2 separate regions of the Gossypium hirsutum genome follow, and region 1 is linked to region 2. Evidence: chromatin contacts called from public Hi-C data. All regions are on one chromosome and are shown on one strand. Each heading gives the region's core, a stretch centred on a gene start, on an enhancer-like site or on the middle of the called end of the contact. The rest is flanking DNA. Distances are from core to core; before and after follow the strand shown. Region 1 holds the start of LOC107888809 (L10-interacting MYB domain-containing protein-like). Region 2 holds the start of LOC107888904 (protein tesmin/TSO1-like CXC 2).

What was found. A called contact is a pair of places that touch in the nucleus more often than the background predicts.
Region 1: a contact with region 2 is called in a Hi-C map of leaf, with 5 times the contacts expected there. The contact joins the promoter of LOC107888809 here to the promoter of LOC107888904 in region 2. A contact is called at or near these places in 10 of 34 Hi-C or Micro-C datasets (anther, callus, hypocotyl and 1 more).

What each region holds. Positions count from the first base shown.
Region 1 is chrA11:109,239,824-109,245,963 of Gossypium_hirsutum_v2.1, forward strand. It overlaps LOC107888809 (L10-interacting MYB domain-containing protein-like), which reads left to right and starts at 1,482. Exons shown (of 3, transcript XM_016813042.2): 1 at 1,482-1,690; 2 at 2,597-2,956; 3 at 3,050-3,973. The coding sequence starts at 2,597. The coding sequence ends at 3,715. LOC107888819 (a long non-coding RNA gene) reads right to left here and starts at 5,070. Exons shown (of 2, transcript XR_005905017.1): 1 at 4,934-5,070; 2 at 4,509-4,613.
Region 2 is chrA11:109,048,343-109,054,491 of Gossypium_hirsutum_v2.1, forward strand. LOC107888904 (protein tesmin/TSO1-like CXC 2) reads right to left here and starts at 3,312. Exons shown (of 11, transcript XM_016813175.2): 1 at 3,078-3,312; 2 at 2,308-2,471; 3 at 1,487-2,237; 4 at 1,118-1,202; 5 at 878-1,028; 6 at 727-801; 7 at 54-234. The coding sequence starts at 3,140.

The DNA of each region.
Region 1 (6,140 bases), core at 232-2,731, 190 kb after region 2:
AATTTTCTCAGGGTTGAAGATATTGATACTTTTATGTGGTGTAATATTATGCACTTCGACAATGTTGTTACTATGTGGTGTACTACTAATTATGTATTTGGATAATATTATTTCTAGTACTCATTATGGTTTCGAAGCAATTTATAATTATTCAATATTCTTACTAGTACTCATTGTGGATAATATTTTTCCAATTTATAACGATCAATATTGTAGCTTATTATTGAGTATTATTATAAATAAATCATTGCAATATATGTAAAAACAATTTAAAATATAAAAATTTATTAATATATATTAATATATGTAAAAAACAACTTTTCCGGAAAATATTTTCAAGAAATCTGTCAAACAGCAGAAAATATTTTACACAGATTCAATCAAACACCAGAAAATATTTTCCTGTAAGTCATTTTACAGAAAAGTAAAACATTTTCCAGAAATCATTTTACGGAAAATATTTTACTGCCAATCAAACAGACCCTTAATCAATGAACTAGATCACTTCACTTGTCATAATTCCCACAACCTTTACTCAAAAACATGATGTGACCACTCTTGGTCTTACTAACCCAATTTCTTCAAACATGGTTTTTGAGATGTGACACATTCTTTAGAGGTTACAATAGGATAAATTTGAAGGGGTTATGGACATCCATTTATTAATGGATTTACAACACTTTGAGTGTAGTAATTACTCCAATTCTTACTCTCCCCTTAAGAATTGAAAAGTGTAATTAGAGTACTCCAATTACATTCAATTCGATGGGGCCCATCAATTATAATAGTTACCCAAACATGTCATCATCGTGTAATTACAAGCAATTACACCAAAATCCAATTATCAGGTAGCTTTCCAAACACTATCTTACATAATCTTAAAACATTTCTATTTTAGAAAAAAAAATTATGGTGTTTAAGTAAAAAAAGATATAACATTAAATTTAGACCTTAAAGTTTACATATTTTGTTAATTTGACCTTCATTCTTTCTTTTAGCTAAATTTGACAATTAAACCTTCAAAAAAGGTTAAATCATTTTTTGAAATAGAAATGATAACTAAAATATTAAAATTTTAACTATGTTGGCATGGCAATCCATATGTACTTCATGTCATATTATTTTATATACCATGTTAACAAATAATTTAAAAATTATAAAAATATTTTAAAAAATACAAAAATTCGTAAAAATTAACTTGAATTATATGTGGATTTACATGTGAGCTGTCATTTAAAAAAAATAACATTTTAGTCAATTTTTTATTAAGAAACAGCAATTCAACACTTTTCAAAGGTAAAATGATTTTTTTAAGAGATTAAGGGTGAAATTTAGTTTAAAAAGAAAAAAGCCAATGGATAAAAGATGTAAACATAGAAGAGTAAATATGATATTATACGTAAAAAACCAATTTCCTTTCTTTTTTTTCTCAATTTTCTGCCAAACAAGACGTTAACAGCTCCACGTGGCATAATCGGGCATTGCGTTCAAACGCAATCCCAAACGAAATTCGCAATTCCATCTCGTGACCGCGTTTGGGACCAAAACGTCCATCAACGCACGCGTTTGGGCAACCGCAACAAAGTTCTCTTTCCCAGATTCATCACTTTCTCTCCAACAAAAATCTCAATTCTCTTCCCTTTATTTCATGCATTAAACCATAGATTTTTCATCCTCATTTTGACCCAAGGTACCATTTTTCTTTTCGTTTGTTTCTTCTTTATCAACCCACCAATTTGGGGTTTAAATTTCGTCCGTGATGATAAAAATAGATTCTTTTGTGTTTTTCATTTCTGGGTTTTTTATTTTAATGCTTTTTGATTAATGGATTTTGGTTATGTTGTGTTGCTCTGCAATTTTCCTCCAATGAGTTTGTTTGTTTCCGTGTTATTTTTTCATGGCTTGAACAATGAAGAGCTAATTATTTTATTTATCTAATTATTAATGTATTATTTTAGGGTTTCAAAAGTGACTATTATATTCACTTGTTTTTTTTTCCCTTGTTGCGTGTCTATCTGTGTTTCAGCATGTATGTAAGAATGAGAGTATATTTATGTATGAATGTGCCTTTTTTATGTCTTCATGTACGAATTAGTGTATTTATTTATGCATAAACGTGTCTTTTGTATGTAAGTAAATGCCTCTGGGTCTGTTAATGTATGTATGTATGTATGTATGTATGTATGTATGTATGTATGTATGTATAGAGGAGTGTTACTATTTTGTAAGAGTATTGAACCAAGTTCAACTCTTTGATTCGAGGACATGGATGCACCTAGTATTGGGAACCATATGTGTATCTGCAAACCTACAACTTTTGCATGCGAATGTGAGCGATTGATGCTACTGTGAGTATGTGGCTGTATATAAACGAATCTGGAATCTTATTGGCTTGGTCACTATCGGATATGTTTGGTTGGTTGAACTGTGATTCTCTGATTAAAGTATATTTTTGTTCGGAAACGGAAATGGCTTATACTTTGATGATCTTAAGTTCTTAATAGATGATTTTTTTTTTCTATTTCTTTTGTGTTTCTATAACTGGCTTGTTTGTATGATTCTTTTTCTCTTTTAATTTTGAAAAACTTTGTTATAGATGAAGAATGCTCGAATTCTTACGGTAGAGGTTCCTCGAGGTAGGAGTAATGAAAAAATCAAGGCAGTATGGGACAGGAACTTAACGATGATATTCTGTGATCTTTGCATAAAGGAAAAAGATCATAATTGTAGGCGAGGAACTTACTTTAAAAAGGAAGGGTGGTCGAGGTTGGTTGCGAATTTTAACAAAGAAACTGGTAAAGAATATGAAAAGTCGCAGCTGAAGAATCGATGGGATCTACTGAAAAAAGAATGGAAGCTATGGAAACAGCTCAAAGGGAATGATACCTGTTTGGGTTGGGATCCTAATAAGAACAATATCGATACTTCAGAGGCATGGTGGGAAAAAAAGTTAAAGGTACATGATTGATTTTCATAACGAAGATTTTATTAATCCTTTTTTCTATTTTCTCGTATATAAGATCAATAACACTCATGTATAAATGTGCAGCTAATGCCTGAGGCTACAAAGTTCAAAAATGGTGGTATTGATCCAGAATTAGAAAACAAATTAGATTGGATGTTTCAGGGTATCAATGACGACGTAACTTTCACACCCACATTTGGTCTACCGTCGATTGATGGAACTGATGATGATGAACCGCCTAAAGTAGAGGTTGAGGAGGTTGTCGCTGTAGAAGATATTCAAATGTCGAAAAAGGCAATGGGTGAACATTTCAATGAGATGGATAACCATTGCATGGAACAGAATCCTCAGGCTCACTCCGAATCCGAGCACCAGTCAGAGCCACCGAACCAGAAAAAGAGATCTCCAGAGTCAGATTCTTCTCATCTCAACAAGGGTAAAGAGAAAGTACCAAAACTAGTTGGGAGGGTTTCAAAACTATCTAGGCAGATAGATAGATTGTGTAGTGCAGCCGAAAGTATGAGTACGGCAACTTCAGCCAAGATAACTTTTGAGCCATACAACATTCCGGAGGCAATTCGAATGCTTGATAACATGGAGGAAGAAGTTCCGAAGATGAGCCAATTGTATTTTTTTGCCACGAAGCTGTTCATTGACAAGGATAAGCGGACGGTATTTATGTCATTGTCAAGTGATATCAGAGCTTGGTGGCTTAAAATGGAGATGGAGGAGAGCTCCAAGGCTGCTTAAAGGTATAAAATGACCACAATGGTGAGTACTACCAACATTTTATAACTTAATTTCAATGTATTTGATCAAGATGATGATCGTGATGAAGCTAGGAACCTAACAGTTGGATGATATCTCATCTAGCTTAATTATGTTGTGGGACCCTTCTTGCCTTAAGGTTTGTGGGAAATGGCTAACAATCTCCATTTTGATGTAGATAGATTAGTTAAATGTATGTTCACTTTTTATGTTTATTGGCAGTAATGAGTGAGTTTGATATGTTGATTAAGGGGTATTCATTTTGGTTTTGTGAAGGATACTGAACTAAGCTGAAATATGGTTTTATAAAAGGATTTATATATAATCCCATTAAAATCAAAACTACTTATTTTTAACAAAATTATAATGAGTTGATATCATTTAATACATTGTAAGTGCATGAAATATATAAAAAGTAGTAGTTAGTAAATGATCACATTTTTAATTTAAGAATGCCGTTAAATAAGTTTGAAGACTAAGCAATTGGCTTCAATGTCATGACCAAACAGAACACACGCAGAAGAAAAGAAAAAGAACTGTTGTTTTCTCTTTTTGGTTACAATGGGAAAAGCATTAAAGGTCCAAACATAGAATCTTATAAAAAACCTGTTAATTTACAGTTTTTTGATCCACTTTCTTTTTTCAAGCTAACACAGAGCTCCTAACAAAGAGAAATAGATGGAAATTTTTTTTTACTTCCACTAGCTTTTATTTCTTTTCTGATATGTTGATACTAAAGGGGCTTCATATAAACTTGAAATGCTTCATTGTTTTGGTTTAATTTGGGGTGAATGAGATTCTACCAGTATGGACCAGAGGACATGAACATCCTCATCTGTGCATGACTTCACATCTTCATATAAAATATATATCCCTCTACCTGAAATTCACCCGCAAAAAAAAAAAAGAAAAAAGAAAAAAAAACAACTATAAAAATATGCTCAATCATATAAAAAAGAAGAGACAGCCATGAAGAATTATAAGTTATAACCACCGTAGAGAGTCATGTTACTATGGCTTGAGTGTAAGTATCAAATACGTGTATATATTCTGTATTCATGTCTAGGTATATGTCGAACATAGATATCAGATAAGAATACTTTAAGAAGGTGAAGATTCAGATCAATGTAGCTAAGAAGTTATGAAGATCCTTAATGGTGAATGAATGAAGAATGCATATAGTAAAAAATGAAACAGTACACTAGCAGAACAGGCAATGAAAAATAGCAAGTACTCTTTGTTGGAGCAGAGTGCATGCGAAACCAGAGCTTCTTCAAGGGGAAGAGGAGGGATCTGAGCCACCCCATTTTGGAAAAATGGAGTGATTCATGGTAGGTGAAACAAATGGAGCATTTAGAGGGGGGAAATCCAGAGAGAGAATGTTGCTTTGCTTAGACAATGGTGAATTATTGATTACAGTATCTAGCACCATATTTCATCTTTTTTGTTGCAGGCAAAAGGTACAGAAATGGCAAACGAATTTAATGTTTGGTGATGTGTCTTTTCACAAACCTTTCCACCTTGTAGCATGAGGAACAAGACTCAATGTGTGATATATTCAATCTTTTGTCTCAGATTCCCTACCTTATACCTCAAGTCAGAGTTTAGACCAAGGCAAACCCCATTAGTGCTAAGTCAGTGTCATGTCTCCGAGGGACAGTTGACCAGTGACTCATAAATGCAGTCAAATTCTAAAGCCACTTTCTTTCAATCTGCGTTTTAAGACAAGTTTATCAGAAATAAATAATACAAAATAGGTTGCATGTAATGATCCTGAGATTTGGTCATGGGTAGTGAATACTACAGTCAAAAACTGGGTTGGTATTTGACTATGACAATATCTTGTTGTGTTGGCATTTAGGGAGAGAGTTTTGAATTGATAGAGGTTACAGGCCACCTGACGAAGCTTCTCCAGGCATTGGGCATGCTCTTTTTTTTCATTTATGCCATAGCCGCACTTTGGAAACTTCTTCTGGACAAACATTACTTTTCATGTTGCTCAACAATTGCTTGACCTTCAAGTAATATATATCACTGAAATATTCATGACATATTGCTAAGTATTAGATTACAGGTGCAGCTTAGGGTGTAATCGATTCAAGTTGAGCAGAGCCTGAATACTAGTAATATCGAATTTGATGCGAAATTTAGAGTTTAGTATTCGATTTTTGCTTGATCAAACATCTATTTTTAAATTCATTTTCAATTTTCATATTCAAGCTCTGAGTTGTTCATATTCAAGCTCAAACTCGGCTTGATATTAAGCTTAGGGTCAATAATATATATTGAGGGGTAATGTAATTCTATAATATAAAATATTAGGAACAAAAAGCTCAATAAGACTTGCAAACTATTCGAGTTAAGTATTATTAAGCTCAAGTTTAAACTTAGCATGGTAATTATTGAA
Region 2 (6,149 bases), core at 2,062-4,561:
CTTTGATGCTACTCTAGTTATCATGAAGCTTAATCATAAATATAGAATCTAACCCAGGTATCCAAAACACTGTCTGTGCTTCTAATGACTTTGGGAGCAAATGCTTGTGGATTGCGAGATTCAATCTGTTTACGAGTCTCTAAAACCATCTTTTCATGAATCGGTTTATTGAAGCAATCTAAGCATGAACAAGGCTCAATACAGTAGAGACCAGCAGCAAAGCAGTCGCAGTAACTGTATCATAAAATATAGTCAGTAGAACTAGGTAGACAATATTGAAAGCAGCTAAATCCCTAGTATGAGAAAAAGTGAAAAATCAATGACAGTGAATGCAATGAGTAGAAATAAATAATAATAGGCAGCGGAGAACCAAGACAAATCCAAAAATACATATCTAAACAAATAGATTAAAATAAGCTAAAATGATTATTAAATCACATTTCATTCTAACATGCTATTGGAAATTGATTCATTAAGCAATTGTAGAAATCAAACCAATGTGATGACTACAAAGTTAGGCCTGAATATCTTATATTTTTAGACGTAGGAAGTCAATTTACAACCTGTTGGTTCACCTGATTTTTTACTTTTAATTCAGAGTAATTAAAGGACCAATGGTCTTCAGTATCACAATAGAGGAATTAACCAGTTATATAGGTATAGACTCAGTGAGACACTTCAAGATTATGCACACTGACCCTAAATACAGATTTAAGACAGACTTACAGTTTCAAGCATTTTGATCTCTTACAGTTACAGCGCTTGCATGAGGCACTCTCCTCGACAAGTTCAAACTTTTGCCTGCATAGTATTAAACTGAAATCAGTTTGTATTATGGTGTTTGAATAGCAATTTAGAGCATATTAATCTAACATGCCTCTTCTTTTCAGGAGTATTGTGGTCAGCGTCAGTGCCACCAACAGATGCAGGAGCCTCACAAGAACTTTCTATAACTACAGTTCCATTGTCACTAGGAACCTCACCCATTTTCATAGAGCTTAAAATTGATTTATTAGGAGGATTCTGGCCTACAGTCAGAAAACTAGGAAATGTCAAGGACCAAGGTGCATACCAATTTGTTTTCAAAAGATAGAGCCGCTCACAAAAGAAATACCACCTTTCAAGATGTTTGGAAGAGAATTCAAGTGCAAACCGAAACCAGGTGACTTTTCAAACACCAAACAACGCCGTCTTATGCTACGCTGCATACAGAAGAACATAAGAGTATGATTATAAAAAAACAGCCAATCATTGAGCAGGAAAATAGTGTAAATTTTAAGAAACGACACATAAAATGAAAATCATTGATAAATGTACAATATAAGGAACTTGTATTAGGTATGCATATCATAAAAATGGCTCAAAAATGCTATTATCTTTTCATTTTCTAGAAAGAATTAAATACTAATATGTAGCTTCGTGTCAATCTTATATCTCGAATTGCAGTCTGCCATAAAAATGTACTTGCACAGTTTTTTCACTTTACCTGACGACTCAACTGGCTGCATTTCTCCCCCTTATCATCCTTCTTCAAACTTGAATCAGTAACTACTGGTTTGTCCGGTAGACAAGTAGACAGGATGCAAGATGTCTGATCTGTTACTGAATCTCCCAATTCATTTTGTTTGCAAGAACCTTGATGATCACCAGATTCTGCATTTTCTAAATTATTTGCATTATCAAGCGAAAACTCTGGGATATTTGATATAAAAGAGGTTGTCCCAGAGTCTACCGTTCTCTGATCCTGTCCATCACTATTCTCGTGAATGATAGATGTATTCACTGTCAACATATCAGCAACATCAGAAACAACTGCCACCCAGCCACATCCTGCTGCTTCTTCGCTCGGCTTAATCCGACGTATTTTACGTAAATCTCTTTCATTTTCAAATGACCGTTGCCTCTCTTTCCATTCATCTCTACTGCGTTGGAAAGGAGATCTCTCTTGTTCCACCACTTCCAGACTTGTTTTTTTCAGTAATGCATCACAAGCCTCCAGGTTATCATCAGGACTCCTACAATCATATTTTGAGGTTCCTGGCAACTCAACCGCTAAATCTGATTGCTTGTCAAACAGATCACTGCTAATTCCTTTGGATGAACCGTCATTACTGAGACATCCTGGATGCTCATCGTACAAGCCAGATTGCCCAGCAGCTTTTGAAGCTTCCTGACTTGCATTAGATTCATTACTGCTCTGGAGGACCCTAGTGCTTAAATCTGCCGAGAAATGATGCCTGAAACCAATATCATTCAGGACACTTAAAATCATGAACTAAATACAGCAATAAGAAAATTTAGTTTTACCTTTTAACTGAAAACCTGGATTCCCTATGGCAATTGATTTGTGGGGAGGGAAACAAAGATGAAGGGGACAAAAAAGCTAATGAATTGAAAGCATTATCAGTCTGACTGGACTTGGCTTGCTCAATAGGAGAAAGGCTATCAATGTACTTAAAGACAGGTGAATCCTGCAAAGGAAGAAAGCAATGTTTAAACCATAGCATGTAAGTCTCAATAACCTGATCAGCAAATGCTCATGTACACAAGAAAACAAAGAACCAAGCTAAAGATAGAGCAATCTAAACCAAACTAGGGAAAAAAGTATCTCTTCTATATCATTTAAAGAAATACCAACATTCCCAACATTTTGAAAGTATTGCTGCTCACCTCTAGTTGTATAAATTACCAACATTTCCAATGTCAAATCTCAATGAGACAAATTATAAGCATGTCAAAACTTATATATAACCCCATGAGCATAATTATTATTGGGTAAAAATTTGTAAAAAATTTACATTACACTTGTAAACACAAACATGACACGGGAAACACACAAATTCACGCTGTAGTCTGAACACAAAACCCATCAACAATTCCGACAAACATACAAAAGTAATTCAAAGCGAAAAAAGCAGAACAAATTAAACTTGACAGGCAAAACCCAAATCAGCATCTAATTATTGAAAGCCGAAATGCCCAAAACCCAGAAATCCTAGGTGAGCAAACATAATTAACAAAAACCAAAATTCTTAAAACTTTTTTTTTAAATTGCAAGAGGAAAAAAGAATAATAACCTCAAATTTGGAAAGAGAAGAAGTAGGAGTCGGAGTGATCTGGGTTTTATGTGGTGTATCCATTTTCACCAAAGGCTCCACATCTTCATCTCTCTTTTGCTTTTTTTCAAGGATTAGAGCTCAAAGCCTACGGAGACAGTCAAAGGCTCCCTTGCCTCTTTCTTTGAATTTGGTCGAAAGTGAAACCCAAAAAACAAAAAATAATAATAATAATAAGACTTTTGATTAAGGAAGCGGGAAGGCGGGAAAACAAAATGGTAATTCTATTTTCCTATTCAATTTGGGATGCTGGGTCGGTCCATCTCCTATGTTAGGCCCGTAATCAATTTGGGATGGAATTTTGATATATTGGATTTAGACAGTTGATCCGGCCCCATTCTAATGAAATCCCGTCCATTAAGTTTGGATTATCATTTAATTAATAAAGTCGTGTGTTTTGGAGTGATGATTTCAATAATATTTAAAGTAACAAAACCCCCCAAAACTTTTCTTTTTTTCTTTCCTAGCCCTTGTTCTATCCCGTAACGGTGTTGGATTCCGGATTAGTTATTGCCTATCTTTTCTTCCATCACACCAACTTTTTATTATTTATTTATTCAGTTGAAAAACGTTGATGCTTATCGTTGTAAAACCTTCACCAACTACTAACATTTTTTTTTGAAAAATGAGTTGGTCATGGATATTTAAATGGTGTCTCTTCGTTTACTTCTTAATATGTCTCTATTTTGAGGATATTTTAGAATAATAATTTATTCCACAAGTAGATTTGGACTATGATGTCTTAAGTTTTGTGCTTTTGTTGTTTCATGAGTCATACATTTTTTATGAAAATGGTAAAAGTCTTTGTCTTGTTGTGTACAAGTTTTAGCCTTGCTTTTTCAAGTGTTTTTAAAGATGAATTTGTTGTCGTTCTCTCTAGTTAGATGAATATTCAATTATTTTAATGATAACATCCACTACTTTAAACTTTCTGAAACTGATTCTCCTATCGTGATAGGAGCTTGCAATCACTTATCATGTAAAACTCCTTACCCAACCTAATGACCAACACGGTTAAGAGATGCTACCACGACATATGCATAACACTTGTTGCTTATTTATAAGTTTAATATGACTTTCAACAATTAAATAAAATCCATAAATTGAGGTTAAAAGGAATGGAAAACTTTGGAACATTTTTAAAATCATTTTGGATGATTCCAAAGGTGTTTGGACAAGTTTAAAACATAAAATGGGGTTCTAAAGGCTTAAAACTATTAGAACAATCAATTTAGAGAAACAATTATTTTAGGTATAGTAGAAACTTTTAAATTTTCTTAAACAGAATTCATTGTATTATTTATAACAATAAACTTAATCGAAATATACTTGTACTTTGTACAAAGTCGACTAAAGTCGATCTTGACTTTCTACCAAATGATTTTTTCTATTACTCAAATCACGAACTACCTCAACTGTGAGCTCAAAGTTTATCAAACAAATCACATGAAATAAAAATTTTTATTAACTTTTAGTAAGAAAGTTAATTTTCTCTATAACCAAAAACTATGCGTTCTTTTTCAGAAAATAGAATTTATTTTGTAAAATAAATTTCCAACATTTTCGAATTGAATAACGACATATGATAAGGGTTGTAAATTGCTCAACACATAATTTCTATTTATAGAGAATCATACAAGAGTTATATTCAAATAAGACTTGATTAAATAATAATATTTAATAGAAAATACAACTTTTCCTCAATTATGAGTATAGAGACAACAGCATGCCCTAGTAAATACTAAGTTTGTTGTCCTTACTCCAATTATGTGTTATATGAACTTTTATCCAAACATTTATAATTTATCCACATCAATATTTATTTTTTTATTTATTAAAATATTATCTATTTAATTAATTAAATTAATTGATTGAATTAACTAAATTAATTTATTAATTAAATAAATTTTTTAATCCAATTCTAATTTCGATAAAATTAACAACTTTATCGTATTCGAATCTATGAAAATATATATTTAATTTTTCTATTCAGCAATTTATAATAATTAATAAATTTAATTTCATCTTCCAACTTCAATGTTTAATTATTACTAATTAATAATAATTTACAAAAGCCACTTCATGTGATTAATTTTATGAGGTAATTCTTCCTCATTCTCTTGATCTCCACTTTTCTCCCCAGTGTCTCTTTCTTATCTTGTTGGTTGATCCTAAAATTTTGATTAATTATGAAAAAAAACCTATTTCTTTAATTATATACATAAATAACTTGAAATGAAGAGTAAAAATTGATTGAGCCAAAGAGAATGACGCACCAACATACCATGTCAGCCATCAAAATAAAATATTCAATTTTTGGTGGTGCCAAGAAAAATGGCATCACTTGTATAAATATCAGGAAAATACTGTTATTTCTCAATAATTATAGGACTTTGAAAAATTCATTTTTTGGTGGAGCCGATTAAGTATGGCTCCACCACTTTTTTAATGTTTCAAGGGTATTATTTTTTTGGGAGGTTTTTAGATTTTTTTAAAAATGTGATTTTGTCGGGTGGCTCCAATTAAAATGATGCCACCACTTTATTTATGTTGTGTCAACATTTTTTTTAGTTTTATGATAGTTTTAATTTTTTAGTTTTTTAATTTAAAAAATATTATTTTATTGGGTGGAGCCATTTGAACCCGTCACCGCAACACAAGCAAGTTTCTCAATGCTATTAAATTGTTGCTCGGATGCTGCCAATATTGATGATCTCATTTGTGCGGTTCGATTTGAGATTCCTTACAACCTTTAAATATCCCGATGACTCAGGAATTCCAAATAATCTACCCATTGGTTGTATAATCAATTTAAACTCGTTATCGTCCTACCACGACTAACTAAAACACTTACATAACCAATTTGAATTTGTTGCCGAATAAATAACTGGCATCCGAAAATAACTATTAAATTTACCAGTGTCAAAGCTCTACCAAATTATCGTTAAACAAAACATACCTTCAAATTAAAAAAATTACTAAATAAACAAAAACACAAATACATAGAAAAAAAGGCTTATCATTTTTCTCCCA